2 separate regions of the Sus scrofa genome follow, and region 2 is linked to region 1. A link is a contact called in public Hi-C data. All regions are on one chromosome and are shown on one strand. The core of a region is the stretch at or near the end of the contact, and the rest is flanking DNA. Distances in the headings are between cores, read along the strand shown.

The links. Hi-C and Micro-C count contacts between places; a contact is called where the count stands out from the background.
Region 2: a contact with region 1 is called in a Hi-C map of mesenteric adipose tissue, with 1.7 times the contacts expected there. The contact joins the enhancer-like site here to the promoter of CCDC66 in region 1. A contact is called at or near these places in 1 of 5 promoter capture datasets (liver) and 7 of 47 Hi-C or Micro-C datasets (blood, embryonic fibroblasts, fibroblasts and 4 more).

Annotation. Positions count from the first base shown.
Region 1 is chr13:38,436,216-38,442,522 of Sscrofa11.1, forward strand. It overlaps CCDC66 (coiled-coil domain-containing protein 66), which reads left to right and starts at 2,454. Exons shown (of 18, transcript XM_021068988.1): 1 at 2,454-2,566; 2 at 4,673-4,737; 3 at 5,364-5,389. The coding sequence starts at 2,556. LOC110256250 (a long non-coding RNA gene) reads left to right here and starts at 6,129. Exons shown (of 2, transcript XR_002337594.1): 1 at 6,129-6,307.
Region 2 is chr13:38,841,799-38,847,991 of Sscrofa11.1, forward strand. The region is part of intron 2 of ARHGEF3 (rho guanine nucleotide exchange factor 3); the gene reads right to left. Among named protein-coding and RNA genes, the nearest start is that of ARHGEF3, 81 kb to the right of the region's middle. Within about 2 kb of position 3,018, at least 16 of the 83 cell types and tissues checked have an H3K27ac peak or open chromatin away from gene starts, as enhancers often do. A contact at or near this core is called in mesenteric adipose tissue, retroperitoneal adipose tissue and subcutaneous adipose tissue, where this site is marked.

The DNA of each region.
Region 1 (6,307 bases), core at 1,204-3,703:
AGAGGAAAATAGGTACTTAAAATAGAGAGATGGGGCTGCAACCACTTAAAGTGTTCAAACTTGAGCACATAACAGTAGGACAACCTGATGTGATGCACTGTGGACATTATAGCATCTTAAAGTATTCTCTTTTTATGAACATAATTGATATACAGTAGTCTGTAACTCTCAGGTGTACTACATAGTAATTTTATATCTGCATACATTATGAAATGATCATCCTAAGTCTAATAACCATCTCTTCCCATTAAAGTTTGGTACAATATTATTGACCATATTCCTTATGCTGTATATTACATTCTCATGGCTTGTTTTATAACTGGAGCTTTGTATTTCTTAATTTCCTTTACCTATGTAGAATATATTCCTAGAACAAGTGGGGAAAATTAAACAGAGGGATGGAATATTTGATATTAGCTTAAAATTTCTAATTTTCTTACCTGTAATAGTAGTACTATGGTTATATAGGAAAATGTCTCATTAGGAGATATGTGCTTTAGTGTTTAAGGGCAAAGTGTTATAATGTCTGTAACTTACTTGCAAATAGTGATGCAAAAAAAAGTGTGTGTGTGCATGTGTGTGGGTATGAGTGTATGGATGTGGGTGTATGGGTGTGCCTTCCTACGTGGAGAGAGAGAGAAACCAAATGTAGCAAAGCATTAACATTTTTCAAAACTAGGTAGAGAGTATATAGGTGTTCATTAAACTATTCTTATTTTTTGCTTATTTAAATATTTCCATAATAAAAGCTAGAAACAACATAAAATTTAAAAAGTCATGTCACTCTAGCTCTCAGAAATACTCCTAACATATTGGTTTAAATCCTTTTAGCCTTTTTTTCTATGCACAGACAACTTTTCCTTAAAAAAACAAACAACCCAGTTTCAAATATACATTGGTACCAGTTAATTTATTTAGTCAAACATCTTCCACAGGCCAGGAGCATAAATACTAAAAGATCTCTTTGGGAGTTCCCGCAGTGGCTCAGTGGTTAATGAATCCAACTAGGAACCATGAGGTTGCAGGTTCGACCCCTGCCCTTGCTCAGTGGGTCAAGGTTCTGGCGTTGCCCTGAGCTGTGGTGTAGGTTGCAGACGCGGCTGGAATCCCGCGTTGCTGTGGCTCTGGTGTAGTCCGGCAGCTACAGCTCCGATTAGACCTCTAGCCTGGGAACCTCCATATGCCTCGGAAGCGGCCCAAGAAATGGCAAAGACAAGAAAAAAAAAGATATCTTTCAGTTTTCACTGAATGCACTTTGAGAATTCAATGTGCCTCACTTATTACAACTATAGTTTGTAAAAATCCCACAAAACAGATAGATTAAACAATTTGTATACTTTAACTATATAGTGACCTCAGGCAAGCTGCTTAACCTCCCTGTGCCTCAGGGATAATGCTGAAAGCTTAAATAATAGACAAAAGGAGCTTAGATCCACGTCTGGCACTTGAGAGCTAATTTACTGAGCTCTTGTGATTGTTGCCCCTTTTTAAAAAGGGCTACACTGTACTTGGCTTCATGCTGGGGTCACAGCTAGAAACTGGACATAACCTGTACCAGACCTAGTAGTCTATCCCCATTATCCCCTCCCTTGCTTTATATATATATATATATATATATTTTTTTTTTTTTTTGGTCTTTTTGCCATTTCTTGGGCCGCTCCCACGGCATATGGAGGTTCCCAGGCTAGGGGTCGAATCGGAGCTATGGCCACCAGCCTACACCAGAGCCACAGCAACTCGGGATCCGAGCCGCGTCTGCAACCTACACCACACCTCACGGCAACGCCGGATCATTAACCCACTGAGCAAGGGCAGGGATGGAACCCGCAAGTTCATGGTTCCTAGTCGGATTCGTTAACCACTGCACCACGACGGGAACTCCGCTTTTTTTTTATATTAAAATAAGCCTCTTTCCAAATGTAAAATACAGAAAAATGTTAACTTTCTAAAATGGGTTATGCTGGAGTTCCAGTCCTGAGCGCAGCAGAAATGAACCCAACTAGGCACCATGAGGTTGGGGGTTCCATCCCAGGCCTCGCTCAGTGGGTTAAGGCGCCGGCATTGCCCTGAGCTATTGGAATAGGCTGCAGACATGGCTTGGATCTGGCGTTGCTGTGGCGTAGGCCTGAAGCCGTGGCTCCCATTCGACCCTTAGCCTGGGAACCGTCATATGCTGCGCGAGTGGCCCTTAAAAAAAAAAAAAAGGGTCATGCTTTTTTATTTTCCCTATTTTAGCCACCTCCACCTGAAATGAGGCATTTGTATGAGAGCCTCGCCTGAACTCTGTAAGTTATAATAGCGAGAGACCAGGTTCCCGACCACAGCTGCTGCGGTAACAGCCTGGCCTGCAAACAAAACCCAGGAGGTACCCACCAAGCTGGTTGCTCCTGCAGCTTCGCCCCCGTTGAGCGCACGCGTCAGCATCCTCAACTCTGATTGGTCTGTTTCCCCAGCTCGCCGGCATCACTTAATCGAATCGGCGTGGCGCTTGTTGAGCAGCAACCGGCGTACGCAAGGAGCTTGAGCGTCCTGTGGAGCGCGCGGGAGGTCAGGCCATGAACTTGGGGTAAGCAGTGGAAAGATGGGGCGACGCTGGGCTGACCCTTGGAGTCCTTCCTGGAGACCCTTTCAGGCTTGTGGCGCCCCAAGCGGCAGTGCCCGGCTCCCTGAGGTGGAGAGGGGCGAGGTCGGCCTTTACCGCCCCCCGCAGCCTTGACTTTTCCGCTTCATATCTCGGATTTAGATGTCTGTGCCTCCCTTCCGCCCTCTCATTCACCTCAGGATGGAGCGGGAGGAGAGGCGTGAGGGCAGGTGGAGAGATGAAGCTTAGCAGCTTCCTGAGGAGAAATCCTGGCCCAGGCCCTGGCGCTTTGCAACCCTGTCTTTGGGTTCTTTGCAGAATGTCAGAGCGCCCAGAGGAGTTTGGCGCCCGCCAAATGAGAAGCAGAGGCTTCTCGAATCATGTATTCTCAGTGCCTGGCATCTCATAGGGCCTCATTAAGTAGTGGTTGAGTAAATAAAAAGGACTGTCGTGTGGTTTTTATCACTGGGAAATTTGTTATTTTGAGATGATTAAAAAGTCACTAAGTTTAGACTCGTCCATATCATTTAGCAATTTTTTTTTGTTCTAGAATCTAGGGATGTAAAAATAAATAAGAGAGTCTGCCCCTGAACACGTTTTCAGTGCAGTAACGCTGAATAGGCATACATTATTACTTCAAGGTCTTTCAAGTTTCACCAACGTAAATAGGAGCTGGTCGTAACCGCACAACCGCGAAACCTTTAAAACCTATCCTTTGCAGTGTTTAGAGCAGTAAGTTGAAGTCATGTAATTTCCCCTACCTTAGCATCAGTGCAAATATCGTGATGCGTTTCTTTTACTGGTCCATTGCATTTTATTTTGTCTCTTGGACGTGACTTTTATCCCCGTTGATGTTATTGACATGTCTTTCTCTATCTCTCTCATTAAAACTAAATTAACTGAGTGGACTGCTGTTTTGTTTTCAGTGGAATTTTTATTAGAACCTTAACAGATATACAAGTTTCCTTTGCAGCATTTCCTTTTGTTTTGTGCTTTTGGATTTCACAGGCACAAATAAAGTGTAGAGGCCAGTTTATTATGGATGTATTGCTGTGATAGTAACACAAGCGTCACTAAGTGTGAATATGTATTAGTTGAAATATTCAAAATAGAGTAGAACTCCATGCTCAGGCAGTTAATAACCCTGGTGGCAATATTCTAGTTCATTTTCAAATAATGCTCTAACAGGCCATAGAATGTGTTAGTCATGAGACCATCATAAAACTAATAAATGGTAGTTAGATATGTTTTGCTCCTTTAATGTAGGTGAGGAGTTTTATAACAGTGTTATTTTTTCCAGTTAGAGTTAGAAGAATTAAATGATGGGGAAGTTCCCAATGTGGATCAGAAGGTTAAGAACCTGACTGGTATCCATGAGGATGTGGGTTTGATGCCTGGCCTCACTCAGTGGGTTAAGGATCTGGTGTTGCCCCAAGCTATGGTGTAGGTTGCGGATGCTGCTTGGATCTGGCATTGTTGTGGCTGTGATGTAGGCCAGCGGCTAGGGTCAGATTCAACCCCTAGCCTGAAAACTTACATACGCTGCAGGTGTGGCCCTAAAAAGACAGAAATACATAAATAAATAAATAGATAACCGTTATGATAACCAGTCTAATTTATTGTTTGTCAGCTAACAAAATGAAATTTCAGGTTAAAAATGATAAATTCTTTGTATTTTTGGAAAGTTTCAGGAATTTTCTCCATGTAATTTTAAATTTTATCTTGGTTTGAAAAATGTTTTCAAAGAATGGTTTCAACTATACCTCAGTTTTTAAAAAATGAACACCTGTTGAAATTTTTTTTTTTTTTTTTTGTCTTTTGCCCTTTTCTAGGGCCGCTCCCGCGGCATATGGAGGTTCCCAGGCTAGGGGTCGAATCGGAGCTGTAGCCACCGGCCTATGCCAGAGCCACAGCAACGTGGGATCCGAGCCGCTTCTGTGACCTACACCACAGCTCAAGGCAACGCTGGATCCTTAATCCAATGAGTGAGGCCAGGGATTGAACCTGCGTCCTAATGGATGCTAGTCAGGTTCGTTAACTGCTGGACCACGATGGGAACTCCAAAAATGACAACTTTCTTGTATTTTGCAGAGATGGTTTAAAGCTTGAAACTGAATTCTTGGATGGAAAAACCAAGCTAATATTGTCTCCATATGGTATGCTATGTTACTGGAAATCTAAAATGCTAACTTTTAAGTTATACTTGTTTAACACATTTTTTTTTTGCTTGTAATGGAATGTTTTTATTAAATGATACTTTGAAAAAAGGTGGTTTCCCTAACTGCCTCAAATTTATATTTAGCCAAGTTAGATTATATCATTGCTTACCCTGTCAGTATTTGTATAATTTGCTGTTTCAGTATATATCATTTGTAATACCTTTTATTATATTTGTATATAGCAGATATGCTTATTGCCTAATGAAAAAATCTAGGTGGAATTTATATGAATATGTTCTGTTCATGTAAAGAATTATTTTTTAGAAACTTACATTTATACTAAGACTATAGTTTTAAAATCATTTTCAGTATTTTAAAATTCACAGTATTCACATTATTTTCTTTTTTTCTGATCTATTTATGGTTTTACCTTGAAAATTAAACAAAAATAAAATAAAAAGACTTGAAACACACTGTAAAAGTTAGAACACTCAAGTTAATGCTTGGCAGATTAATGTTTTTACTTAATATTTTCTTAAACCAGTAGTAATTAAAATTTTCTTTTGTGACTGCCTTAGTATGTTTTTGGTTAATAGTTTAGTAATTTTTTTTTTCTTTTGTAGAACATAAATCAAAAATTTCTGTAAAGGTAAGCCAAATGACTTTGACTTGACTTATTTTCACTTGTGAAATGCAGCTTACTTTACAGTGATTTGAAAATAATTCCTGTCAAACTGTTATAAAGTGTTTGGAGTGATGGTGAAAAGTTGTCATTCCGTTGCTTTCAGGCTGGTCCTTTCACAGAAGTGGAATAATTTTTCAGTTTAAAAAGTCTTATATAACTCATTTCTCTAGATCAGTGTTGTCCAATAACACTTTCTGCAGTGATGGAAATGTTCTAAAATCAGTGCTGTCCAATATGATAGCCAGCCACTAGCCATGTGTAGTTACTGAGCACTTAAAATGTGGCCACTGTGACTAAGGAAGTGAACTTTTAACTCATTTATTTGATTTTTAATTTAAATTGACGGAGTTCCCGTCATGGCGCAGTGGTTAACGAATCCGACTAGGAACCATGAGGTTGCGGGTTCGGTCCCTGCCCCTGCTCAGTGGGTTAACGATCCGGCGTTGCCGTGAGCTGTGGTGTAGGTTGCAGACGCGGCTCAGATCCCGCCTTGCTGTGGCTCTGGCGTAGGCCGGAGGCTACAGCTCCGATTCAACCCCTAGCCTGGGAACCTCCATATGCCGCAGGAGCGGCCCAAGAAATAGCAACAACAACAAAAGACAAAAAGACAAAAGACAAAAAATAAATAAATAAATAAAAAATAAATTTATGGAGTTCCCAGTGTGGTGCAGTAGACTAAGAATCCAACTACAGTGGCTTAGGTTGCTGCAGAGGTGTGGGTTTAATCCCTGGCAGCTGTGGTTCAGATTCAGTCACTGGCCTGGGAACCTCCATAGGCTGCAAATGCAGCCATTAACTAACTAACTAACTAACTAAATAAGTAAATTTAATAGCTACTATACTGGACAGTACAGCTTCTGAGAGCTCTAAAAATCAATATTC
Region 2 (6,193 bases), core at 1,768-4,267, 410 kb after region 1:
CTCTCCTGAATCCATGATAATAGAAGAAAAGATATGTAGCAGAACTATGGCTAGTGCACAAAGAAGCAATTCTCAGCCTCAGGTTTGTAATAACCTCAGGATCTCAACAATATCAGAGTAAATAGGAAATGCTAAAAGTTAAAAACAAAACCTTCCAGACATTTTAACTTACTTTGTATGTTCTGCTGCTCCTTTAGGAGCTGACTGAACCGTCATCATAAGATCAAACAGTGGAGTTCCCATAGCGGTCCAGTGGAAATGAATCCGACTAGTATCCATGAGGATGCAGGTTCAATCCCTGGCCTTGCCCAGTGGGTTGGGATCTGGCATCTCCATGAGCTGTGGTATGGGTAGCAGATGCAGCTTAGATCCTAAATTGCTGTGGCTGTAGTGTAGGCCAGCAGCTGTAGCTCCCATTTGACACCTAGCCTGGGAACCTCCATGTGCCACATGTACAGCCCTAAAAAAACAAACAAACAGGAGTACCCCGTCGTGGTGCAGTGGTTAACGAATCCGACTAGGAACCATGAGGTTGCAGATTCGAGCCCTGGCCTTGCTCAGTGGGTTAAGGATCTGGCGTTGCCGTGAGCTGTGGTGTAGGTCACAGACGCAGCTCAGATCCGGCGTTGCTGTGGCTCTGGCGTAGGCTGGTGGCTACAGCTCCAATTAGACCCCTAGCCTGGGAAGCTCCATATGCCGCGGGAGCAGCCCAAGAAATGGCAAGAAAAAGAGACAAAAATAAATAAATAAATAAAAATAAAACAAACAAACAAACAAGAAAGATCAAGAAGTGAAGATTTTTGTGGCACTAGCATATAGGAGGCACATGAAGAGTCTATAAATTCCAGGGGTTGGAATCAAAAAGAGGTATTTACGAATCTGCCACTAGGGGGCAAAAGAGACTAAACTTTCTTACCACTTTTTAAAGAAACTTCATTTCAATTTGAAACTTTGATAGAGAAAAATGTAAAAAATAGAAGTTGAAGCTAAAATTGGACATTTAAAGGTTTTCTGGTAAAATGGATAAAATTTTCAGGGCTGACTTAAGAACACTGAGGACTCTTTTAGTCCAGGCACTGAGGACTTCTGCTTAAAATGTAAATAGGTTATCAGGACTGGGTAACATATTAATACCGGCTGACTATTCATTAAATCCCACACGTGACAAGAAATCATTCACCAGCCAAGTAGCAAAGGGCCAGGCCCTGGGGGCTGGGGCACAGGCCGGGTGAGTTTTGATTGAGAAGAGAAAGACAGGAATCTGCACCCTCCACAAACAGGCCCACGAGCTCTTTAATCCTCACCACTGTCCCCACTCCCATGGAGCAGATCTAGAAACCGGGGCTTCCTAATTAAGGAAGGGACTCCCCACACCCTCTCTGGCCTCCAGGAGTCCACAGAGACACCCCCCCTCTCTCTTATTTCTGCATTTTTTCTTTTATTTTCTTTGTTTTTTTTTTTTGTTTGTTTGGTTTTTTTTTGGTCTTTTCTAGGGCCGTACCCACAGCATATGGAGGTTCCCAGGCTAGGGGTCAAATCTGAGCCGTAGCCACCGGCCTATTCCAGAGCCACAGCAGTGCCAGATCTGACCTGTGTCTGTGACCTACACCACAGCTCAGGGCAATGCCGGATCCTTAACCCACTGAGCGAGGCCAGGGATCAAACCCAAAAACTCATGGTTCCTAGGCAGATTCATTAACCACTGAGCCACAACGAGAACACCTGCATTTATTTTACTCAGACCCTTTCCTCCCCCATCTAGTCCCCGTCTTAGCTCCACCTGCACACTGCAACAAGCAAGAAGCTGTAAAATCTCAAATCCAGTCAGTCTTCCATCTCTGCATCCCATTTCAAATCTTTGAAAGGTTCCATATCTCATAAAATAAAACCCAAGATTTAAAAAAAGTTCAATTAATGTTCATAGCAACACTATTCATAATAGCCAAGAATGGAAGCAACCTAAATGTCCATCGACAGAAGAATGGATTAAGAAGATGTGGTACATATATACAATGGAATACTACTTAGCCATAAAAAAGAACAAAACAATGCCATTTGCAGCAACATGGAGACAACCATACTGAGTGAAGTAAGTCAGAAAGAGAAAGACAAATACCATATGCATTGCTTCTATGTGGAATCTAAAATATGACACAAATGAACCTATCTACAAAAAGACCCACAGACATCGAGAACAGACTTGTGGTGGCCAAGGGTGAGAGGGGAGGGAGTGGGATAGACAGGGACTTTGGGTTAGTAGACGCAAACTACTACATTTAGAATGGCCAGTCTCTTGGGACAGACCATGATGGAAGATAAATAAGAGAAAAATACACACACACACACACACACACACACACACACACACACACACGACTGTGTCACTCTGCTATACAGCAGAAATTGGCACAACAATGTAAATCAACTACAGTTTAATTAAAAAATAAAAGAAAAAAAGTACAACTAAGTAGACCCTCTAACCAGTACACCCATCCCCACCCCACTTACCCCAGACCTCTTTCCCGGGTGCCCGACCCAAGCAACCCTACACCAGGCCTCCAGGACCACCACCCGTCCCCACAACACCGTCCAGACCTATGATGCTTGGTTCTCTCTGAGCAGCTGAGTCAGTCCCAGTGTCACCCTTTCTAAGCAGCCTCCCTGACCCCCACAACCTCCACCAGGGTATCCACTACTCTATTGATTCCCCAACTCTCAGCTCAGACTTCTGACCTATTCACCCATGTACCCTATGCAGATTTCCTTCAGGGCAGGGTCCGCATTTGGTCATTTCTGCTCAGTCCACGGCCTGAGAGCACTGGCTTCTTGAAAGGGGGTACTATCAAAAGTAAAAGCAACTCATGGTGAGTGGGAAGAAATGCTAAAAACAAACACTGCCCTCCGACAGTGGCAGCTTAGTGGCAGGCTTGTCTGAGCAAGAAGGACCAGGGGAGAGTGAGGTCTGGCAGCCTCTCCATAAACAGGGCTGACTCCACACAGGGCCTCCCCTGGGCAGGTTATCACAGGAACTCAGAGGAGCTGTTTGTGGGGGCTTTTTCCACATTGTCATGTGCCCTGCTCCACAGAGAGGGACAGCTTGAGAGTAAAATGAGAGGCTCCAGCAGGAAATGGGGGTCCGGTGGGGTGAGTGATCCCAGCAGCCCCCGGCACCCCCACCCCACTGCCATGTCTTTGTAATTATCAGAAAACCTGGAGGGTTTTACATTTTCACTCCTCCAGAGGCCCCATGTTCCAATTTAAAATTCCTGGAGATGCTTCAGCAGGAACTTGTAAAGCCTTCATGTTGCAAAAAGGCAGGCTCCTTACAAACATTTATACATGTGTAAGCAGCCTTACATGCAGGCTCTTCTGGCCTGTTTCCTCATTTCAAAAACGAGGTAGACAAGACTTAACTACCTCTGATGTCCTGAGTCTACAGTATATGATGTACAGTTTTGTGTTTAAGGTTCTCAAGTTATTTACACAAATGCCAAATTGATCACATCACAAACTGCTGCTCACTTTGCAGTGCCAAATTTTTACAGTCAGCCTGCACTCAGACAATTGAGAAACAACCATCCTTCTATTCAACCCATAGAACTACACAAAAGAAGGCAAATACTCTCTGCGCGCGCACGCACACACACACACACACACACACACACACACACACACAGCTAGCGAAATCAAAGAGGAGGCCCTCCACTCAATCATTTGGCAAGGCTGTTACTTGGTAACAGATACTGTCCAATATTTACAAATATTCATGTGACTGAGAAGGTGGCTTGGCTTCTTCTCCTTCCGGTCACCCTGCCTTTTTTCCTTTCTCTCTCCAAAGCCAAGAGCAACACTGGCTTGACCCGGTTCACTTCCCTGCTTTCGTTGCTGCAGGTTCCCCAGAGCAAAGACCGTGTCCAGAGCTCTGAGGATGCTGTGAGCTCCTCCCTGGCCTCAGCCACAGGGGCTCCCTCCATTGAGGCCTCCACAGCCAAGCCCCCAGGCTGAACCCTGCAACCCAAGGACCTCACAGACCACTCCTAAGCCATCTTCACCACACTCCAGAAGAAAGCCGGCAGCCAGCCCTTTGAGTTTGCATGATTTGGCTTTTAACTCAAGCTGTTTCAAGGAATGGCCAATTCAAACCTGGCCTGCCTTTACCCTCTCTTCCAACTGAGAAATTAGGCATTTCGGTATCCACAGGAAGTCATGTTCACGTATATATACCCATGGGCATGCAAAGAGTCCTATCCTTTGCAGATACCACGAAACAGACCCACGTATCCACTAAAACGTGTTGTTCTGGGGGCTCAAGAAGTTTAATGTACATCCATGGGGGAGAACCTCACTGAGTTCTACTACTATGAAATCATCAGGACTGACTTCTTGATTATCTAAGACTGAAGTTTTGTATTAGCTCAGACAACAGATTAAATACAACAAGGATTTTGAAAGGGTTTTTTTAATTATTATTATTTTGCTTTTTAGGGCTGCACCCTCGGCATATGGAGGTTTCCCATGCTAGGAGTTGAATCAGAGCTATAGCTGCCAGCCTACACCACAGCCACAGCAACGCAGGATCCAAGCCACATCTGCCACCTACACCACAGCTCACGGCAACGCCGGATCCTTAACCCACTGAGCGAGGCCAGGGATCGAACCAGCAACCTCATGGTTCCTAGTCGGATTTGTTGCCCACTGAACCATGACGGGAACTCCTGAAAGGTTTTTTTTTAAATTAAGTTTTAGTCAAAGACATTTAATGTATCACAAACCATTCTTACCTATGCAACAAATAAGTTACTTTGAGAAATACTGCCAAAGAACATACTAATTCCAAAAAGAATCTCCATGTGATGGGAAGATATGTTCAGGTTGTGTCACACTTCCTCCAGTTAGTAAAAAATAATGAGTCTTTATTGAGGTGCACATAACATTCACATAAGCAATAACAGAAATCACTATGTGTGGCAATCTTAATCCATAGTAGACAAATCCTGTTCTGTCCATGAGTCTGAACCCCGAGACTGCCATACACTCTTTGAGTGGCCTTGGGCAAATGACTTAACCGCTCTGAGCCTCTGCTTTGGCCATAAACGGAGACTAATAAGCAGAACATAAGTTGCACATAATCATAAGTTGGTTGTAACAAGTCAGTGAAAAAAATCCCACCAAATCCTTAGCCTAGCACATGGCCTATGGAAAGTGTTCCAAAATCATTAGCTATTGTGTAGATGAATCTTATCATTACTTACAAAGAGCTCCCCACATAACTTTAGAAATGATTTCTCAGTATATCACATACACACTTGCAATGGCCAGTTAGAGGCAGACACACAGTAAAACCAGGGCAGGACCCTCTTTTTTCTTAAAAAGAGCCTCCCAAATTATACATGTGGCAGACCCCACAAAACCGGGATCCTCCCCCGATAACAAGAAACAACAGATGTTCACGGTACATCCCTCCCCATTTCCTCCCTTCCTCACTTCTATATGACATTGATCACTTCCTATCTGTATTTTCATCTTGCGATGCAACTACAAACAACAGTGTTTCTTCATGTAAGCTTTTTGTAAACGGAATCAAGGCATGTTATTCTTAAACTTCTATACTTTTCTATTTGATACTTCCTGTCTTTGAGATTTATTCATGTTGATATGTGCAGGTGATAATTATTCTACAGTACTTGACTGTATGGACAAAATATCCATTTCTTCCTGCTTGTCCTGCTGATGAATATTTGGGGTGTTTACGTTTTTTTCTGTTACAAACAATATGGTAATAAACATGCAACCATTCTTATCCAGATCTCCTTGGGGATCAGCATCAGCCAAAGTTTCTCTAGGGAATCACAAGGGACAGTGACGCATCTTTCAGCCTCACTAGCAGCACCCAGTGTGTTCTAGGTTGCAATTAAACACTCACCCTCCCAGGCCTCCCTGCAGATAAAGGAGGATACACACCTCAGTTCTGGCCAAAGATGTAGACAAAAATCTGCTGAGGATTCCCCAAAGCCTTTGCTTCCCTGTATAGTGTTGGCCCTCCCTCTTTCTTCCTCCCCTGCTGGAACAGACCTGAGGGCAGGAGATGAGCAGCCACGGTGTGAATATCAGGACAAAGCTTCACCAAGTACATGGAAAAGTGAAAAAAGACTTGACTTGTAGCCAAATGGATTACTCAGGTGCTAAATTAATC